Linked DNA regions of Oryctolagus cuniculus: region 1 is linked to region 2. The links are chromatin contacts, called in public Hi-C maps. All regions are on one chromosome and are shown on one strand. The core of a region is the stretch at or near the end of the contact, and the rest is flanking DNA. Distances in the headings are between cores, read along the strand shown. Region 1 overlaps CPNE4 (copine 4). Region 2 holds the start of CPNE4 (copine 4).

Region 1 (3,150 bases), core at 277-2,776, 250 kb after region 2:
TTCCTAGATGGATATAACAGTTAACCCAACCCTGTATCTGTCCACTCTGAAGCATCAGCAAAGTTCTGGCTAGATATTTCAGGCATGGAAAGCCAAGACACTGTGGCAAAAAAGGACATTGGTGGGTAAGACCCCAGTGGAAAGAAATGCTCATCAAAGAAAGAGGTACTTTTCTCTGAAGGGAGGAGAGAACTTTACTTATGACCTTGTATGGATACTAACAATGTTTGTGGATCCAAAGGCCTCCATAGCCTAGGCAGCTGATGTCAAGAGCCTCAGGAGATCATTGATGTCATACAAAGGGGTGCTAATTGTTAAATTAACAACAGAGATCACTGTGCAATAACTTCCCATGTAGGACCTATGTCCACAAAGAGTTGTATTATGAGAGTTAACAGTAAAACTTATTCTCAAAGATTTATTTATTTTAGTGTATTAAGTGGAGGGAGTTTTAATTATGCCTAAGTGTCCAACTCCATTGCTTATTTTCTTAGGTGCTTCCGTAATTAATGGTAAAACTTGTTCTCAAGGACTTACTTTCTTTTAATGTATTAAGTGGAGGATGTTCTTATGTCTCATAAATTATAGTTATGTCTAAGTGTTCACAAAATGTATCATTCTTGGGTGCTGCCTTAAGTTTCTAAAAAAATGAAATTTTATTAAAAAAAGTTTTAGCTAGAGTCCCTCATTCCCATGTTCCTGGCACCTGCAAAGTAGGACAAAGAAATCTAACAGCTGCCTTGAGTATCAGACCACTCTAGGATTCACGTCTGGCAAGCTTGTAGCATAATCCAAGTGGAAACCTTCTAATGGAATCTCTGGTGATCACCTTTGGCTACATTCTGCAGGACATCTCTGTAATAGGATGAACCAGTCAGTCTGGATTTCTGATGGCATGAAGCCAGTTGCCATCATGATTCTTTCATGCTCAAGAAACTATGGGCTGGTCCTCCATGAGTTGGCATAGCCTGTGGTGCCTTATCAAGAAGTCTCATCTTGCCAGACTTTGGAGACCTTCCCTGAGGAAATAGTTAACCAGACACAATAGATCCCTGCAAATCACAAGAGATATGAAATTGCTTTCAGCCCATCTCTCTTTGACAAATGAGAATGTCAAGAAAGATGGGCTGATGGGGCCACATTTCCATCCAGAGTTCAGAATTAAGTTCCCAAGCATAAGAATACCAAAGCCACTGTGACTGCAGAGTTTCAGTGTACACCATGGGTGAAGTGGAAGTAAGGACATGGCTGGAGGTTGCAGGTGACTCAGCCATCAGGAGGGAATAGGAGGCATTCTACCTTTTCCCAAAAACTGAGAGCACTTTTGGGCTGAGTTGGATGCTAAGCATTGTTGCCTTTGCAGTGAAAGTTAAAGTGGCCCAACATTATCAGATGAAAAGGATATGTGTGTATTATGCTAACAACAAAGCCATGGCAGTGAGAGGAAGGCTCCTGCAGGCTGCTTCAGCAAGCCCCAGCAGCACTGACACTCTTGGAGTGGGAGGTTTCTGTTCATTTGCAAATGTGATGACATTTTCAGCTTTTTGTACCAGGAAGGGAAGCGCCTTGGGAAGCTTGTGGTTGAATGCATTCTCCCTAGAGAGCAGCAAATGAGGTTAAATCCTTTAATGATGGAGGGTCTGGTTCAGCCAGAAAGGAAGGGGCAGACCTTGTGATCACGACTTCTAGTCTGAATGGACTTAGGGAAAATGTGTTCATTTGCAGCCTTCCTCCAACCTTCATCATTTCCTCCAAAGACTGCAGACATGACATAAAAACATGCCATCTTTGTGGAAAGATGCAGTATGATTGTGTGCTTCTGACTTGAGGGAACAGGGCCAGAATCAATGGATGTGTCTATAATTGAGGTTCAGGAGTCACGGCATCTGACTTCATCCAAGATAGGGATTAATTTAATAGCAACTTTACTTAAAAAGGGGAGGTCAGTAGTGACCAAACCAACCCCTTGAAGTAGTTAATGAAGTTGAAGATGATTCCAGAATGGCTTACTGTGGAAGAAATCATCTCAATACTGCTCTGTGCTTTGCTGATTGCACTCTGGAATTCTGGCCCCAGCCCTTGCTCTACAGGCTAGGGATCATCTCACAGTGAAAGGAAGAGTATCTCTCAGTGATCATGGAAAGAGCCCTAGATTATAAACACACTAGCAGATTTCTGACTCACTAGCAGATTTTCACTGAGGATATGATACTTTACCTCTCTGAATAGCAGGGCTGCCATCTGCAAAATAAAGCAATCAACAAACAGGAATAGTATATAATAGTACTGCCAAGGCTATCACCAGCACAGATGGTGCCTTAGTAGAAATGAGAAAACAAGCCCCCTCTGGTGGTTGACTTGAGAAAGACACCCTTTCCCCCGGGCCAGCTTTCCCCTGTGGCTGTATTTTATTCCCCAAGCTCTCATTCCAGGCAAGCTTTCATAGGACACAAAGGACATACTCAACTGCAGGGGCCCTTCATAGCCCAGGAGTTAGAGGAAAATACAAGGGAGGACTCTGTGCAAGTACTTAATGAGATGCGGTGCTCCTTTATCAATGTTGAGTCCTACTAAGATACTGAACAAGAGGAATAAAGTGAGAATCCTTCACAGCAAAATTGTGCTGGAGCATCTGAGTTGAAAGTCATTCTACCACTGAGGGCCTTACACTCAAGTTAGCTGTCTCCCTTAAAAAAATAAAAGTAACTTCCAAAATTGATCTGGATTTTCAGTGTGTGGTTTCCAAAGGGAGATCATTACAGGATAATTGTAATGGTAAAGTTTGGATAAATATAAAAGTCAGTCTGTGTGTCAAGAAACATCCCGAGAAGTGTCTTTCCTTAGAGGCAGTCGGGTGGCTCGGCTTGCATGGCGTATTAAGAACCTGATAATCCTGGAGCTTCTTAGGTAGCTGCACACCACAAGCAAGGAAATCAAAGGGGAATGAACCACTGACAACACACTCATAGAAACAGCACAGGATCTGCAAGGGACTGGAGAACACAGACAGGCAACTCCTGACTTGAGGACCCTGATCTCCTGGGCATGATGTGAAGATTTGTCTCTGTGACGTTCTCCTCTTTGAAGGTATGGTCATGGAGTGACAGGAAGGGACAAGCCCAATCTAGGCATAAAAACTATACAGAAAGA
Region 2 (3,032 bases), core at 93-2,592:
TGGAATCAGAAATAGAGCTGGCACTTGAATCTGGCACACTGATATGAGATGCAGGCATTCCAAGTTGTATTGCAACTGCTGCACCAAATGCCAACCCCTATTTTAATAAAGTTAAAGCTAAGTAGATATATGTGGCCACCATACTGAACAGTGCAGAACCCTAGTCACAGGACTACCACATCAGCTAGAAAGACTGGAAAATGTAGGTTTGGGGCTGATGCATTGTTACCTCCACAAAGTTGTGCTTTTCCTTAATAAATGAAAAAAAGGACAGAAATTAATATAGGCTGGGTGAATAGCAGTCTGAAACAGAGGGACAGCTGCACCTGCTGTTCCTTCATCCTGATGGCTTTATCACAGGCAGGAGGAATGCTGTGGCTGGGAAGAGTTTGTAGTTGGAAAGCAGAACTGAGAAGGGGAGTTCTGTTCAAACACTTCCTTTTTACAATGGGGAAACTGAGGCTCAGAGGAATGCCTGAGCCAAAGGCTAATGTGCTCTGCATTAATACAGAGCTGATTTGGTGGCCTTTCAAATATCACCCACGGTAAAGTGTGAAATCTCTGAAAGAAAATGCCTTCTGTCCATGGTTGTTAAAATGCAGGAAAAGAGATTGTGATGCCACCTATTGGTGGACAAAAGTAGAGGGTGTCCTGGTAACAGCTTGTTCCTGAGGGCTGCAGGCAGGGGGCGGGTCCTGCAGAGTCTCCATAGAAAGGACAGGCAGGGAGGATGCAAGTCCCACATCAGCATGCACTGTGCCTGCCAGCTTCCCCTGCACCCTGAGCTTCCAGTCAGGGCTTCTTAGAGGGCCCTCTCCTGCTTTCCAGTAATACAACCTGCCTTAGGCATACAGACGAACAACAGAGAGGACACATCAGTCCCTTCTCAAAATCACATGAAATAGGAAAAAAGAGCACATTCTGAGCTATAAATAGCCCTGGGGTGAGAATTCAAGGTTCTTATTTGATCCACAGTCTCAAAAATAAATCCTGTTATTTACAGCAATCCCCTTGACTAGTTGAGTATGTAACCATCCTTCAGCTCAAAAGAAGAAAAAAGGGAAAACAGAGATTCAATTTCAAAACAAAATGCTCACCCTGACTCATTCAGGGAAGGATCCAAGGTTTTTGATGCAGGGCACTGAGTCTCTGCCTGTTTTTCTCCTTCATCATCTGCTACCCTTAAAAAATGGTATCAACTGCATTGGTAAGAATCCACATGTCTTTCCTTTTGTTCCCTGGCTCCAGTCCAGCGTTTGACTCGTCACACTGATGGGTGAGATGCCTTTCCTATTGGCATAGGACACTGAACGGACGCCTCCCCAGCTATTATCAAACAGGGACTGGGCGAGCAAATCCACCCTGGGCTGGAGTCTCCTCTGCGGCTTGGGAACACCAGGGCCACCGTGCCTCTGTGGCTTGGCTTTAAAGCATTTTGACCATGGCTGTGGAACCCAGCAGCAGCTCGGAACCCACAAAAAGGAGAGGTGGGAGGAGGTGAGTGGCACAGACAAGCAGATGTTGGTCTTTCGGTTGTCGAGGGGACCCAGGCTAGTGGGCAACTTGCTGTGGGGGCAGTGATTGAGAACACAGCTTATTAGCCAGTGATGATCAGCAGAGGAGCTGCTGATTTCAGATGAGAGGTGGGAGTACACTCTGCTTATCTGCCCTGCAAAGAGCCTTTCTGAATATACCTTCAGTTCATGCCTTGAGAAAAAATCCCAAGTTTCTGGCATAAAGCTGCATGTGTGTTCTGCATGCTGGCTTGCAGGCAACTGTTTGCTTCTAATTAGGGAGCTGGAGCCTGCTAGCAGAGGAAACCATATTTGTCACAAGTTGTGGCACTGTGTTCAGCTGGTGTATCTTTTCTTTGAACTGGGGGTGGGGAGGGGGTCAGACATACCTGTGCTGGGTTTTTCTCTATGAACTTTGTAACTTCTACTCTATGTCTACGTGTTCATTCATTCTTGGTTGCTGCTTCCTGTCTTGCTTCAATTAACACTTCCTCCTCTCCCAGTAGTAACTGTGCTCCCTGGTCTAGTCATTCCAATCACCCCAGACCCATGCATATTGTAGACAGAATAAAACTTACTTGTGCAGGTTGCTGTAAAAATTAAATGGGGTGGTATGTAGAGTGCTGAACAGATGCCTGGAAATAGCACAAGCTCGGCACATCTGAATTCGTCTTCTCTTGCTTATTGAAAAGAAGGTTTCTGTTAAATTTAACAAATGTTTGTTGACTACTTGTTAAGGGACAGATGCACTTTTCTAGGCATGTGGGTTATAATAATGAATAATACAATGAGACAGAAGTATCATCTACCTTCACAGAACTTGAATTCTAGAAGACCACAGTCAACGTGCAAGGAAATGCCCTTTTCTTCCCATCTTTGCAAGTTCACTCCAACTCAGACTTCACGTTTATCTCCAAGACTACTTCTTCATAAAATCTGGAAGAAATGTTTTCTGATTTCACATTTTCAGTTACTTGACACCCACCATCTGCCCTCTTGTTCCTGGGAGGAGAACCCAAAACACTCCTTGGAGAGCCATCCCCCTGGCCATCACTCTCAGTATGAGGATGAGGTGTCGATCCCCCACACCCCAACTCCAGCAGTTCAGGAGAGCAAATTGCAGTTTCTGACCCTATGCCCTGTGGAAGGCCAAGCCCATTCTGTAATCCCATATCCCCAGCCACAACGGCTTGATGGGCTTTGCATAGCCACATGGCATAAGTTTGTCCAAGGCGAGTCCCAGGGTCGACCTGGGTTCCCTAGGATGCTTTCTAAGGTGTTGGTTTAGTGTTGTCCTACTTAAGAAGGGTTTCAGAGGCTACTGGGGGAAGACCAATGTAATTTTTCTTGCAGAAGTTGCTCCCCTGCTTCTTCCCAACTGATTCTACAGAATTGCTAATGGGTTGCCTGATCTGTATCCCATTATTTCATCTACTCTGTCCTTGGAAAATGGGAACTCTGTAGTTGGTGAAGAGCTCTTGGCTGATAACCCCCCTGCTTGAAAAAAGCCTAGTTAGT

What was found. Hi-C and Micro-C count contacts between places; a contact is called where the count stands out from the background.
Region 1: a contact with region 2 is called in a Hi-C map of liver, with 6 times the contacts expected there. The contact joins the enhancer-like site here to the promoter of CPNE4 in region 2. A contact is called at or near these places in 3 of 6 Hi-C or Micro-C datasets (ear pinna, liver and an unstated tissue).

The regions. Positions count from the first base shown.
Region 1 is chr4:149,159,850-149,162,999 of mOryCun1.1, forward strand. All of the region lies in intron 2 of CPNE4 (copine 4), which reads left to right. Among named protein-coding and RNA genes, the nearest start is that of CPNE4, 250 kb to the left of the region's middle. Within about 2 kb of position 1,527, at least 1 of the 8 cell types and tissues checked has an H3K27ac peak or open chromatin away from gene starts, as enhancers often do.
Region 2 is chr4:148,908,845-148,911,876 of mOryCun1.1, forward strand. CPNE4 (copine 4) reads left to right here and starts at 1,343. Exons shown (of 16, transcript XM_051818460.2): 1 at 1,343-1,497. The coding sequence starts at 1,442.